Linked DNA regions of Mus musculus: all the other regions are linked to region 1. Evidence: chromatin contacts called from public HiChIP or PLAC-seq data. All regions are on one chromosome and are shown on one strand. The core of a region is the stretch at or near the end of the contact, and the rest is flanking DNA. Distances in the headings are between cores, read along the strand shown. Region 1 overlaps Trio (triple functional domain (PTPRF interacting)). Region 2 has its middle 14 kb from the start of Gm31458. Region 3 has its middle 45 kb from the start of Dnah5.

Region 1 (4,665 bases), core at 585-3,084:
GTGCGTCTGGAGGCATCTCCTATTCATTATCATAGAATTGTCCTCAGCTTGCTCTCGGATCTCTGTCATTGAGCAGTGCAAGCCCAGCTCTTAAGAAAATAGGACTGTTGTTAACAGCTGCATCTAAAATAGCATAAGCCTTTCTCCTCTAACTGAAGCACGGAACAGAAGGGAGGGAATTGTACTTACTCCCCTGAATAAGAATCTCTGTGGTGTCGAAGAGGGCCCGGGCCATTGGAAAACTCTGCACTGATCCTACCGTGCACATTCAAAAGACTCTTCTGGTTGAAACCAGAAACTTCAGTGAGAGAAAAGCTCAGATTCCTGGGTTTACTCATGGCGAAGCCGTGCCAACCTTGCAACAGGTGAGAGAGCGACGCACAATAACCCTACTTAAAGGCTGGGACACACGGACAAATGTGCACACCACAGAATGGGAGAGGCCATCCACAGGTGCATGTGAGGCAGCCCCACAATGACAGGAGAGCTGCCTGGCAAATGTTGTCTCCTCTCTGACTCTGGGGACGCACTGGCTTTTCCAGGCCCGGTGTCAAAAATGTGTCAGTGTTTGCTCAGAGTTTGACTCACGATTCCCAGTGGTAAAGCAATTCAAAGGCAGACCAGTTCTGTTCTCTGCCCACCTCAGCCCCCTGCCTGTCTGAAGCTGCCACCTCCGCTAAGCTCTGTATTTAACTTGGAGGTGCCCACCTCTTGGCCCCCCTTAGATTCTGTGCCTTCATCTGGGCCTCCCCTGGCTGTCCTAATATAGCCCAATACACCTGCCTATCCCCGGTCTTAAGTCTCATGTTCCCTGTGTTTACAGCTCCAGCATCTGCAGCCTCCCTCTGGAAATCCGCCCACTCCTTCTTACTCCAACCCAACCAGAGCAGATAGCAGAACATGGAGCCAGCTCCTGGCCAGTGTGATGGGTAAAGGATTCAACGCTTTGCCATGAGAGATACAACTGGGATAAATGTTCCATAAGTCAGTGAGAACTTCCTACTTATTTCAATGGCTGATTCTTACCCTCAATAGCCTTCATATCATAGAGTACTGCCACAATACGGAACAAAATAAAGTATAGGCTATGCTGAGAATAGGCTATGCTTAGAATTCAGAAAGTGGGTCATAAATGTTTACTTTTAGTAATTCTATAAAGCCTCACAAAGGAAAAAAAACAACAACAACAACAACAAAAAAAAAAAACCTCCTCTGCCAGCCTTAAAGGAAAGTGTGTGGACCACTACAGGTGAGGCGGCCTTCTCCATGATTGCCAACCACAAACAGAAAACCCTATACGTTTTCTGCGTCAAATCATAAAGTAAGAAGTGAGCATTTCAAAGTGCATATCTGAAACTGGTTGTTTCAAATATCACGCATCTATCATCCAATCCGGTAAGCATCTTTTGGGGGGGGGGGAAGGAGGGGCTGGTGAGATGGCTCAGCAGTTAAGAGCGCTGACTGCTCTTCCTAAGGTCCTGAGTTCAAATCCCAGCAACCACATGGTGGCTCACAACCATCCGTAACGAAATCGGATGCCTTCTTTTCGAGTGTCTGAACATAGCTATAGTGTACTTACATATAATAAATAAATAAATCTTTAAAAGAAAAAGAAAAAAGGAATCCCCCCCCCCACCGCCCCACCAGGTGTTAAAGACTTTAAGGTCTAATGAAATGGGTAAGACATCAGTCCTTGAGTTTTATGTCCCTGGCCTTATGTTAGATAATAGGCCCAAGGCATTATACATTAAAGTGCCTTGCCACCACCGGCAGCTAAATAGTGCAGCCTGGCTTTGGGCTCTGAGTCACCCCTCCCTGAGAGCATTCCTTCTGCCAAGCACGGCCCCACATATGGCATTGTTGCTGCACCAATGAATTCGCTGAACAGAACAGAAGAGGCTCAGATGAGGCCTTTGCTGCTTTCCCACAAGTACCTCTATTAGGGGCTCTAGACTGCAGGCATGCCTATAACAGAGTCAATATCACCACCACCACCTCCACCTCCACAGGCAACAACAACAACAGATAACAAAAAACTGTATGGAAGCAAGGGAGACACTGCCAGCTCACAAAGTCAACAAGGTCTTTTAGTAAACCTAATTACATTCACCGTGCGTGTCTGACTCACGGCAAACGCTAGAGGCGAATCCACCTGCTGATACTTCTCGTCTGTGTCTCCACGTGACATACCTCTTGCCAGAAATCACGTTCTCATTAGTTCCAAATAGTCTTAGAATAGAAGAGAGCAGTGAGTCCGGCATGTGCGACTTCCTTCTAATCAAGCGCCGCAGACGTGCAGGAGGATGAATTAAAGCCTCCTTAAGCTGGACACACACACACACACACACACACACGCACGCAAGGAGGAGGGAGGGGCTGCTAGCACTGAAGAGTATCTTCTAAAACAGTTCATTTCATGTCAAAAGGTTGCATGGGCTGGCCACACCAAATGCCGAAGAATAGTGCAGTGAATGCAGACTGGAAAGAACAAGCATCAGAAGAGGCAGGACAGACAGACAGACTGTCTGACACCTAGAACACTAACCGAGAGAAAAACCTCAGGGAAGCAGCTGGACAGAAAGCAATGGTAGTGTGAGCACCCTCACACATCACAGAGAGGGACAGAGCTTGATCTAAACTCTTCCTGCTTGTCCTGAGAAGAGGAGTGTCACCAGCTGGGCTCCGCTGGTGTGGTCAAGCCCGCATGCACACATGTGCACACACACACATGTGCAAATACATCATACACACATATAAACACACACATACATGTGTACACACATGCGCACACATACACCTTGTCCAGTGAGGTGTACAGAAGTAAGGTGAGGACCTTGCTTCCCATTTCTGGTTTATTCTCCAGAAGTGCTGAGGGAACGTAAGGTCAGGCTGCCTGTCAGTACCCTGTGCATCCTCTTCACCTCTAGCGCTGCGTTTGTTGAAGAGTGAAAACGCAAACTTGATTGTTCTCTGAACTGGCAGACAACATGGGAATCTCTTGTGAGGATCCACAAAGGGAAAACCCACAGCCAGGTTAAATACTATTTTTAAACAAAAAACAACTGCGAAGACTCGAGATTTGCCCTTACTAGTGACTTGAGATTTGCCCATACTAGAGCTTGCTCTGTTCTACGGCAACAGCCTTGTCCCTATGCTCAGATACAAAGGTGAAGAAAAGAGGGTGCCTCCATCTTCATTACGTGAGTGACCCAGATGCACACCTGAGGCCATGCTGATGGAGCTGGAAAACACTGAGTAGAGTGGGTAGGGCAGCAGTCTGCCCTGAGCTGAGGGCACAGACGGCACATCATTGCACTCCACATCTGAGTCGTGCACTGCGGCAGCCTTTGTGTCGTGCCACGTTCTTGCGTGTGTACCCCCACCTAGCAGGGTTGCATGAGGAGGCTTGTGCCTGCACAGAGTAAGCACTACAAGCGACTCTGAGCAGTTCATTATCATCACTATCACTTGAAGCACTATCGGAATCATGTCGCATAATTTAGGTTTACTAGGAAAAAAAGTTGTAGCACTCAAATGTATTGAACTGTTGTGGAAAAATGTTCCAAGCTGCCAATGTGCTGTCACTCATGTCACACCCATGGCACCAACAGGTTGCGCTGCTAGTGTAAATGGCATATCTAAACGTATAAACCTATAAGTAAATATAAATCTAATGACACAGGGTCTGAAAGAAGAGAGAACCAAGAAACCAAAGTGAGCAAGTCAGTGTGTGCCTGGCTACTCCTCAAAGCCGTCCACAGGCAGGCAGTCTCAGGATGGGAAAGGCAGCCATATCCACAACAAGCCAGTTTTAGCCCCGTGTAGCAAGCAAGCACGCTTCAACTAAGCAGAAGGCTCTTGGGGTCCTCAGAGCGTGCCGTTTAGTTCTAAGTAGGGACAAAGGCAGAAATTGTCTGCTCGCTCCCAGCACATCTGCTAAGAAAGCCTAATTCAGCAAATTGTTTTACAGACCAGAAATTCTGTGAACACGCTACAAAATTATGTAAAGCCTCAAGTCCCGCCTACCCCTCCCTTTTACTGTGTTTCCTTACAGTGGCGCCTTCTAATTCCTGGTGACAGAGTCACACTTATGATGCTCAAGGACACATTATCAAGTGGAGGATACACACGGGTACATATGCACCAAGTGTTCATGAAAAGGGTCCTTGCAGTTAATATGGAAGGAAGGTATTTGCAAAAGAGCCTTAGCCCATAAATCTATCACTTGTTTGTTTATAATCTACATGAAAAGCAAAACAGGAGATGCAGACAGACAGCAGAGCCTAAATTTTAACACTAGCATCTCTCTCTCTCACACACACACACAAAGGTAACACTCTTCTTTCAGCTGATCACCAGTTTAATTACTCACTCTAGAGACCCATGAACTCATAAAAACTTGTTCCACAACTCACAAAAGTGTAAACTTGTACCATATCATATTCCAGTATGAGGTTTGTCAGCATCTCCTAACAAAGAAGAAACCAGTTTCGTCTGTAAAATGGGAGGAAAAATGAAGAAGAGAAGCCAAATTTGCATCCTACCAAATACAAGCCACTAATAAGCTTGCATATCCCTGTATAAGCCAAATAAATACAAGCTATCTGCAGACTTTTCACTTTCTGGGGCTGAGTCAGAGTCCTCATCGGGTAGGAAGCCTGTCTA
Region 2 (4,615 bases), core at 1,620-4,119, 140 kb after region 1:
GGTAGGAAATAGGAAGGAGGGAGCCCTCTTCTGCACCTAGCCACACCCACTTGTTATGCTTCTCTGTTTTGATCTGAGATATCCCAGAATGGAAAACAATTGGCTCCTTATGCTTTTGACTTAGATCCCCTTTAAAAGTTATGACTTTGGGCATCGTTTTTATATACTCACTGGCAGTTTACATATTCTTTTGGAGAAATATCAATTCAGGCACTTGATAAATTGGCATTTATTTCTTTACATTATTAATTTTTAAGTTGTTCCAATATATTCTAGCTACAAGTCCTTTGTCATATATATAGTTTGCAAGTATATCTTTGCATTCTCCATGTGCTTCTCGTTTCCACTGAACCACAAAGTTTCAAATTTTAATTTATTTATTAAAGTGTTTTTTTTAATGTACATTGTTTAATTTAGTTTCTCTACCATGTTTTCTCTAGGAATTTTAGAATTTTACCTGTTTGTGTTTAGAAATGTTTTATTTTAAATTATTATTATTATTTATTATTATTATTATTCGTTATTATTACTACTACTATGACTACTACTATTTGGTGTGATATAAAAACTCCATTTTCTATTTTTTTCTTTTAAAAGAATTATTGATTTTATTTTATGTATATGAGTACACTGTTGGCTCTCTTCAGACACACCAGCAGAGGGCATTGGATCCCATTTATAGATGGTTGTGAGCCACCATGTAGTTGCTGGGAATTGAACTCAGGACCTTTGGAAGAGCAGTCAGTGCTCTTAACTGTTGAACTATCTCTTCAGCCCAGCAAAATTTATTCTAAAAACCCTTTATAGAATAAGAAAATAAGATAACACTCTTTGTTCTCTCTAGTCTCCTGTATTTTCTTTCATTTTAATTCAATTTTTAAAAAGATTTGATTTTTACCTTTTTAATGATATGTATGTGGTTTGTGTCTGAAATCTAGAAGAAGGTGTTAGATCCTCTGGTGCTGGGTTACAGGTACATGTGAGCTGCCCAGTGTGGGCATGGGGGACTGAGCTCAACTCCTCTGAAAGAACATTGCGTGTTCTCCACTGCTGCAGTCATCTCTCCATTCAAGCCATCTTTCCATTCAAGTTCATCTACTCAGAAAATACTTACTGAGACTATATGTAATAGTAAAGTAATTTTAAGAAATTACTGGAGATGGACTGTTCTGTAGAATAATTTTTTTTCTCACCCTTAGATGACATTGAATTTCACTTCCCTTTTCTCTCAGTGTGAGTTATAAACAATTTATACTTCTTATGGAGTTAAATTAATGTATTACGACCAATGAGGGTGGCATTTCACATCTTTAATTGAGGTATGGAAGATATCTTCCATTTAATAAACTCGAGGCATTGGTGATGACCATTTAAGCCATCAGCTCTCAGGTTATAGGGATGGATATATAACATATCATTCTATGTGTTGTAAAGTCACCTTTAGAAAAGTGGTAATGTAGAATATAAAAGTAAAAAAATAATACTTTTAACATTGAGTAATATCTTTTGAATGTTTGGGATCAGACTAAGTGTATATATATATATTTGGTTTTTCGAGACAGGGTTTCTCTGTATAGCCCTGGAACTCACTTTGTAGACCAGGCTGGCCTTGAACTCAGAAATCTGCCTGCCTCTGCCTCCTGAGTGCTGGGGTTAAAGGTGTATTTCATGTGGTCTATAAGTGCCCTGCCATGAGTTATATTCCTAGCTCTGCCAAGTGCAGTTACTTTTGGGTGTTGGGGGAATGTAGTAGTTTGAGACAGCATCTCCTTGTGTAGCCCAGGCTAACCTCAAACTTAGGATTCTCCTGATTGAGCCTCTTGAGTGCTGGGGCCACAGGTTTATGTTACTATGTATAACCCTCAGGTGATCGTCAAAGTCTACCTCCTAAATGTTGAATTTAGAAGACTTTTGTCCTGGTATGTAAATACCTAGTGTCATGAATAAGGCTACGTATCATCCCTAATATACCAGAGAGACTTTATTATGTCCAATATTCTTTCAGAAAGGAGATAATGTCACTTAAATTAAGTGGTAAGGAGATGATTGGAATTCTGGGAAAGGGAAGGCAGGACAGACAGACAAGCTACACCAGATCCAGTGGAGATCCTTTATCCTGAAGTCTCTAACTTTCTGGAAGAGGATGCTCCTCTAGTATTCCAGCCTTTCTTGCTAGAAGAATGGCCCATTCAGGGAAGTCATGCTCTTCTCACTGCTGAACAGAACAAGCCAAAGGAACCAGGACGCTCTTTCAGTTTGCCCAGTTGAGGTAAACTGGTTTGAATCTCCTTGGTCCATGACAATGGTGGCTTTCCCAACTTCCATGCATCTTTCCAAAGGGATGGGGTGGAAAAGGAGGAGGTGGCAGGTGTGCCTGGCCACTCCCATCGTTTTCTTTCTTTTTATTCCAGGCACCCAGTGGGCTCTTTTAGTGCAATAAAGTAAGTATCTTAGTTCATTTATGCCCCTATAACAGAACATCACTGTCTTATAAACATGCTAATACAAATTTATTGCTGGAAGCTCTGGAGGGTGCAAGTTCTAGGCTAGGGACACCAACAGTTTCAGTATTTGATAAAGCTCACTGTCATCTTCTTGCAATATGGAGCCTTGAAATTTGCCTGAACCTTTACATAACAAAAGGCAGAAGGGTAAGAGACAAGAGGGGGCCAAACGGATCCTGTCATAATGGTATTATCCCCACCTGTTATAGTTGAACACTCTTGGCCTAATTGGTTTTTTTGGTTACACTTCCTCATTCTGTTACAATTGCAATTAAATTCCAACACGGGGTTTGGAGATGACAAATGTTGAGATCATAGCATTAGGACAAAAGACTTCAAAGTCCTTGCCGGCTAGAGCCAGCGAGGGTCAGACATCACGTGAAGAAAGCTCTGAAACCACAGTTAGATGTGGTTTTCACGAATGAGTCAGCTGTGGAATGAGACAGTTCAGCTTGACTACTACGTCACTACCTGGCAGAGGATAAGAGGTCAGAAAACAGCAGCTACTCCGAGACAGACTTGTGGGTAGGGCATCCTGACACTTCAGATTGGTGGAGTGCAGCATCTTGTCACTTCCAAACCCTAACTCAGACACAGAAAATAATTTTCAAAGTGTTAAAGATAGCTAACTAGCCAATAAACACCAACATTACTAGACCAATCCAATAGCATTATTTATTGAAGTTTTAAAGTGTCTACAAATTCATGTCAGATACGTTCGTTTTTAGGTCAATATGGTTTAGTATAAGCAAAGCTCTATTATAGATATCCATTTCTATATTTTATTTATAACTACTATTTTGTGTCTTTAAAATATTTTATTTAAAATATTATGTGTATATGTGCAACTATCTCTTTCTCTCTGTGTGTTTGTGTGTGCACACACATATACATTAGTGGAATGCTCATGGAGTTCAGAAGGTGTCAGATCACATGGAGCTGCAATTCCAAGCCCTTACGAGCTCCCTGACGTGAATGCTCAGCACTGAACACGAGTCTTCTATAAGAGCAGGTTATATTATGTATCACAGAGTTACCTCGTCCGCCTTCTATTTCATATTTAGTTAGTCCATTGTGCTACTAGATATTATCACTAAAAAGTTTGATTTATAGTATCAATTGGTTTGCAGTTGAAAATCTCAAGTGAAGATAGTAGAACGAATTCTCCCTCATAGACCCATTTGTATGGCTCCTTTGATGTCAAAGACTTTGAAAATAATAAGCATACGGACTGGAGAGGTGACTTAGATGTCTTCTGGAAGACCAGGGTTCAATTTCCAGCTCCCACCTGGCACCTCAAAACTCTCTGCAATTCTAGTTCCAGGGGAATCTGACACCCTCACACAGACATACATTCCAGCAAAACACCAAGATAAATAAAATAAAGACAAACCAATCTTTAAAAATTACAAAAGTAAATAAGCAGTGTAATACCATAGCCATTGATGGATCGATGGTTTTAAAATTTTATTTTAGGCTTATTTATTTTATTACTTCATGTGTGTACATGTGTACCTGGTGTCTGCGGAGGTCAGAAGAGGACATTGGATTCTCTGGAACTAGAATTATAGATGGTTGTGAACCGCCATGTGGGTGTTGGGAAAAGAACCCAGGTCCTCTGCAAGAACAACAAATGCTTTTAACAGCTGCGTCAACCCTCCAGCTCTGCCAGTGTGTTTGATTCCAACAGGCCTTGTACCACTGTGGATGACTTAGGAATTTCCTGAGTTTTTCATCAGACAGTCATCTTGCTTTGCAGGGCAGTCTGCTGGTACACGTTGATGCCTTGCCACTTCTGATGCTATTATATTTTAGGTGTAAGAATGTCCCCCATTGGGTTTGAATATTTGATCTTCTGCTTTTGGGATTTTTTTTTTTTTTTTGAGAGGTTTCAGAGCCTTTGGGAGGTAGGGCCTCGCTGGAGGAGATGGATCTTTTTTGAGTTTGGGGTTAGAGTGGGCTTTGAGACTTAGCCTGGCCCTAATTCCTGTCTGAGCTGTTCTTTCTTTCCTTCCTTCCTTCCTTCCTTCCTTCCTTCCTTCCTTCCTTCCTTCCTTCCTTCCTTCCTTCCTTCCTTTCTTTCTTTCTTTCTTTCTTTCTTTCTTTCTTTC
Region 3 (4,836 bases), core at 2,129-4,628, 220 kb after region 1:
TTTGTTATGGTTTAATAAATGTGAATGCATGCTTAATGAAGAATGGTATATATCTAAGTTCACCTACTTGGGCATTTTCTTCTCTGTAAAATTCTTGATTTATTTTAGTTGACACAATTGTCCATATTTGTCAGGCACAAATGTAAGGTAAGTACTTTACCCCTGAGTCACGGTCCCAGACTAACAGAAAGCATTGTAATAGTAGCTATTGTGGAGTGGCTAAATGAAGCTAAGTGAAGGACACATTTTCTCAGATGAGTATCTTTTCTTGGTTAAGAGAACACAAAGTCTGTTCCTATCAGGTTTCCTGAATACAATGCATTGTTACAAACTCAAGTCATCAACTTGCAGAATAGATGTCTTAACCTTACTATTACATTTAATTGGAATTTTCTACCCTTCCTTTGACCTCTCTCCAAACTCTTGTGAGTTGCTGCCTCCAGAGGATTCTACCCATTCAACATTTTAGATTCTGCCCGAGAAATGTCGCAGAATTTCTCTGTAAATATTTAATACCTTGTTTAAAAGCTGCTGTTTTGTATTGTGAGCATCTCATTATGGGAAGCATGTTAATATTGTTATTGTATAATTTATATATCATAAATACCTAGCATTTATAATAAGTCTATTTCAGCAAAAGTGAATGCTTGGTTCATTATAATTTTTTCAGTGACCCTCTGATTTTCATCAAAATCTGTCAAAGCAAATAGAGACCCTGAAGTGGCAAATGAGGCAAACCCTGGAAACCACAAATGACTCGACTTAAATTTACATGCTGTGAGACCACAAATGCTTTCCAAGTGTTATCTTGTAAGGATGTGTGGCACACACTCCTGTTAGCTTCATCCTGAACTCTTCTGCACTGACAATTGCTTGCTTCAAAATTTCGCTGCTACATCCTTTGCCTCTAATTTTCTCTTGGTGTGAATCTGTGAAGCTAGAGGAGTTAAAATGATCAGGTGTGCTGTTTTAGGTTTGGGTGGTGCTGGGATCTGATCAAGGCCCTTGCACATTCTAGGACTCTTCCAGCCGAGCTACGTTGTCAACCCTTGGGTTTTGTTGCTTCTGGTTTTGGTTTTGTTCTTTGGAGGTGTGTCTTACTGTGTAACCCAGGTTACCCTCAGACTCTTTTTCGTCCTGTCTCAACCTTCAGACAAGAACCTCCATGCACCGCAAATGTTTCTTGTTCAACAGCATAACAAAAAAGCTAACTTGATATGTGTCTTTTTACCTATCAAGTTTGTAAGCCCTCCAGCTTCCAAAACATTGTTGAAAACTATGTTTATGGGCTGCTAAGAAGGCTCTGGGGTGAAGGCACTTAGCACCATGCTTGAAGACCTGAGTTCAAGTTTTCAGGACTCACATGGTGGAAGAAGAGAACCAATTTCTCAAAGTTCTCCTCTGACCTCCACATATGCACTTTGACATGTGTGCACATGCATTCACGGAATAGACAAAAACAAACAAAGAGATGTAATAAAAAGTTAAACTGTATCTTTACAAATTAATGGTGAAAAAATAGGTTTTTAAAGGGATATATTTCTATGAGTACATACAGAATGCAAAAGTAAAAGCATACAACAAAGTACTGCTATCATTTCTAGCTAGTAACTTTAAACAGGATTTTATTTTTTCTTTATTTAAAAACTTCCTTTAATTGCCAGCTGAAGTGGCTCATACCTTTAATCCCTGAAATCAGGAGGCAGAGACAGGTGGAGCTCTTTGAGTTTGAAGCCTTCTTGGTTTACATAGTGAGTTCTAGGACAGCCAGGGCTATGTAGAGAAACCCTGCCTTTTTTCCCCCTGTAATAAATTCATGTATATACAGTTTTGTATCTAGAAAAGGTACATAGGATAATGTTTTTAGGTTGATTGAATATACCAATAATATTTCTACACTGAAGAAAACATATCTGTGATCTCGGTGTTTAGGAAGGAGGCAAGCCGGGCGGTGGTGGCGCACGCCTTTAATCCCAGCACTTGGGAAGCAGAGGCAGGTGGATTTCTGAGTTCGAGGCCAGCCTGGTCTACAAAGTGAGTTCCAGGACAGCCAGGGCTACACAGAGAAACCCTGTCTCAAAAAAACCCAAAAAACAAACAAACAAACAAAGGAAAGGAGGCAAAAGGGGTTTAAGTTTTCAGCCAGCTCGGGCTACATCAGGAATCTTTGTCTTAAAAAACAAAAACAAATAAGAAACATAATATCCCTTCTAGAAATTTACATCCTATGGGAGTATCCTGTGGTAATTACATGATGGATCATATCTTTGTAAATACTTTCTATAATTCTTTGTCTCCCCAGCCAAGCAAGCAGCTTCTAGTTTATGTAAGTCATTGGTGGGAAAGGTTTGCAGGTCAGCGAGAAGAACGGAGAGAGAAACAGAAGCAGGACTCAGTTGTTTTGTGGTAACACCACACAACATCATTCCCTCAGTGCTACTCCGTGTTAGCATTGACCCTAAGCCAAGGTTGACAGGGACAAGATTTTTGGCAGCTCTGGAGAATTATCATCAATACTGCAAAAGGTGTGTTTCTGTGGTTATAGACACTGAAGTAAAAATATAATGCATACGGTGTCATGTTGCTGAAAACTGACCTCATAGAACTTAACCTTCCCTAGGGAGGGCAGAACTCCCGTCTCCCTCATGTCTGGGTAATGGGACTCATGAAGCTGGTCTCAGAATCAGAGAGAAGATCCTGCAAACATAGCTATTTCTAAGAACCGCATCTTTCTTGGCTGCTTTAAGACTCCAGGCGGAAGCTCACCTGTTACATTTTCCCATTTTGTCATGCTTAGCTCTTTCCTGGCTCGGGGCCACCGGGGAGTGTATTTATACCTCTATGCTGTTTGCATTTGGCTTTGTCTTGTGGCCTTCAACAAACAGGTTAAAAAAAAAAAAAAGAGTGGAACGGCTCTAGGTTACTTTATTTAGGAATGAAAGCCAGCGGCTGAACTCGAGCGTAAATCATCTGCCAAGGATATTTTTATCTCCCGGATTGCTTCATCTCCAGGGAACCAGCCTGGAGAGCTGGGTGGCTCCCTTTGTCTGCTCCATCCAGGGCAAGCCCGTCCCCCCAGCCCCGCCCCACCTGTGCTCGGAAGGCCGAGGAGCTGGCTGGCTGGGTGTTTTTCTTTTGCTTTCACTTCTCTCTAGAGAAAATACTTAGAAAGTGAGGCTGGAAGTATTAACTACACTTGAGCAGTTCGGTTCAATTCAGCAAACACTTGTGAAGTGCCGACTGTGTTTAAAGTACAACGGCTCATTCTGCGGAAGAGTCCTTCTCTCCTTCAGTGTCTTAGTAATCTCCCCATTCCTGTCGTCTCCCTTTCTCTTTTTTTCCTCTCCCTCCCTCCATTTTCCCCGCCCTCCCTCGCTCCCTCCTACTCCTCCCACTTCTTTCTGTCCCTTCCCCTCCTTTCAGTCCCTTCCTTTCCCTGCCCTCTCTCCTCTACCCTCTGTCCCCTTCCTTCTCTCCCTCTCTCCCTCTCTTCTCCCTCCTTCACTCTGTCCTTTCCTTCCCATTTTGCTTTTGTCATTTTATTTTTCCTCTTTCCCTTTCTCTCTCCTTCCTCCATTTCTTTGCCTCTTTCCTCTTTTCCTTCATATAGATTGCCTTCTCTCTCTCTCTCTCTCTCTCTCTCTCTCTCTCTCTCTCTCTCTCTGTGTGTGTGTGTGTGTGTACAGCAAGTAGGATTACTTTGCATGCGCATGTTTGCACAGCCAGAGACTGTCTCTTTGTGGTGTTTCTGTAGTTTTAATTTGCATGTGAGTATTGGCCATAGTCTGTCTTTCTGTCTCTTTCTCTCTCTCCCTGTCTCTTCTTCTCTCCCTCCCAGCCCCCTGTGTGTGCACACGCATAGATTTACTTTGCATGTTTGTATATTGGCCAGAGCCTGCCCTCCCCCACCTCTTTCTCTATGGAAGTTTACTTTGTGTGTATGTGTACTGGCTGTGTGTGTGTGTGTGTATGTGTGTGTGCACATACATGCGTGTGCATGCACACAAGTGTGTGTGTGCAGATTTACTTTGCATGTTTGTATATTGGCCAGAGCCTGCCCTCCCCCACCTCTTTCTCTATGGAAGTTTACTTTGTGTGTATGTGTACTGGCTGTGTGTGTGTGTGTATGTGTGTGTGTGCAGATTTACTTTGCATGCACATGCATTGGCTGCCATGGAGGGAGGTCTTTCTTCTATCAGTCTCTAACTTATATTTTGTGACTGGGTTTCTCAAGGAGCGGTGGTTCAGGTCGGCCAGCGGGTCTGAGAGCCTCCAGGCTCTTGCTGCCTCTTCCTGCTGCTGCTGGGTTTGGGTTTATGGGTGTGAGCCTCTGCACTTCAGCTTTCCATGGGTACTGAGGTCTGAATTCACATCCCTAGCTTGTGCAGCCAGCCCTTTCCCCGTTGACTCACGCCTGCAGCCTGCCCACATTCTTATAAGCCCTTGTCCCAAGTTTCTATCATAACTCTAGTGCTCCTCAGATGCTTGCTCTGAAATGAATGGCATTTTACTTCATTTTTCTTTTAAACAAATAACAAGCAGTTATGGAGCCTGATTGCTGTTTATGACTGACTTACAGTGAGACCGTCTTCAGGAGATGGGATACTGGTGTGGTATTTGTTAAACTCCATGTGATACATCTGCCCAGAGTTAGTACTCTACATTGGCTTAGTAGTGAAAGCTGTAGGTGAGAGCTACCCCAGACTGGGCATTATGATAAAATTCCCACAGGCCAGCATTTCTGCCCTGAGATCAAACATGAAGGATCAGTTCTTTTGATGCGGCTTCCAGGTGGGGCCAGTAGAGTGAGACTGGGGAACGTGGGCTGAGTCTTCG

Evidence for each region. HiChIP or PLAC-seq counts read pairs in DNA pulled down with a chosen protein or histone mark.
Region 2: a contact with region 1 is called in an HNF4G HiChIP or PLAC-seq map of pancreatic cancer cells. The contact joins two enhancer-like sites. A contact is called at or near these places in 3 of 484 Hi-C or Micro-C datasets (B cells, the C2C12 cell line and muscle stem cells) and 4 of 115 datasets of contacts at active chromatin or transcription factors (bone marrow-derived macrophages, differentiating embryonic stem cells, embryonic stem cells and 1 more).
Region 3: an HNF4G HiChIP or PLAC-seq map of pancreatic cancer cells shows a contact between it and region 1. The contact joins two enhancer-like sites. A contact is called at or near these places in 18 of 115 datasets of contacts at active chromatin or transcription factors (VIP interneurons, bone marrow-derived macrophages, differentiating embryonic stem cells and 12 more).

What each region holds. Positions count from the first base shown.
Region 1 is chr15:27,941,802-27,946,466 of GRCm38.p6, forward strand. The region is part of intron 1 of Trio (triple functional domain (PTPRF interacting)); the gene reads right to left. Among named protein-coding and RNA genes, the nearest start is that of Gm29975, 51 kb to the right of the region's middle. Within about 2 kb of position 1,835, at least 98 of the 459 cell types and tissues checked have an H3K27ac peak or open chromatin away from gene starts, as enhancers often do. A contact at or near this core is called in muscle stem cells, oligodendrocyte precursor cells, pancreatic cancer cells and 1 more, where this site is marked.
Region 2 is chr15:28,078,457-28,083,071 of GRCm38.p6, forward strand. No RefSeq gene overlaps it. Among named protein-coding and RNA genes, the nearest start is that of Gm31458, 14 kb to the left of the region's middle. Within about 2 kb of position 2,870, at least 67 of the 459 cell types and tissues checked have an H3K27ac peak or open chromatin away from gene starts, as enhancers often do. A contact at or near this core is called in muscle stem cells and pancreatic cancer cells, where this site is marked.
Region 3 is chr15:28,156,018-28,160,853 of GRCm38.p6, forward strand. It overlaps a transcript of Dnah5 not described here. Among named protein-coding and RNA genes, the nearest start is that of Dnah5, 45 kb to the right of the region's middle. Within about 2 kb of position 3,379, at least 278 of the 459 cell types and tissues checked have an H3K27ac peak or open chromatin away from gene starts, as enhancers often do. A contact at or near this core is called in oligodendrocyte precursor cells, pancreatic cancer cells and stem cell-derived neural progenitor cells, where this site is marked.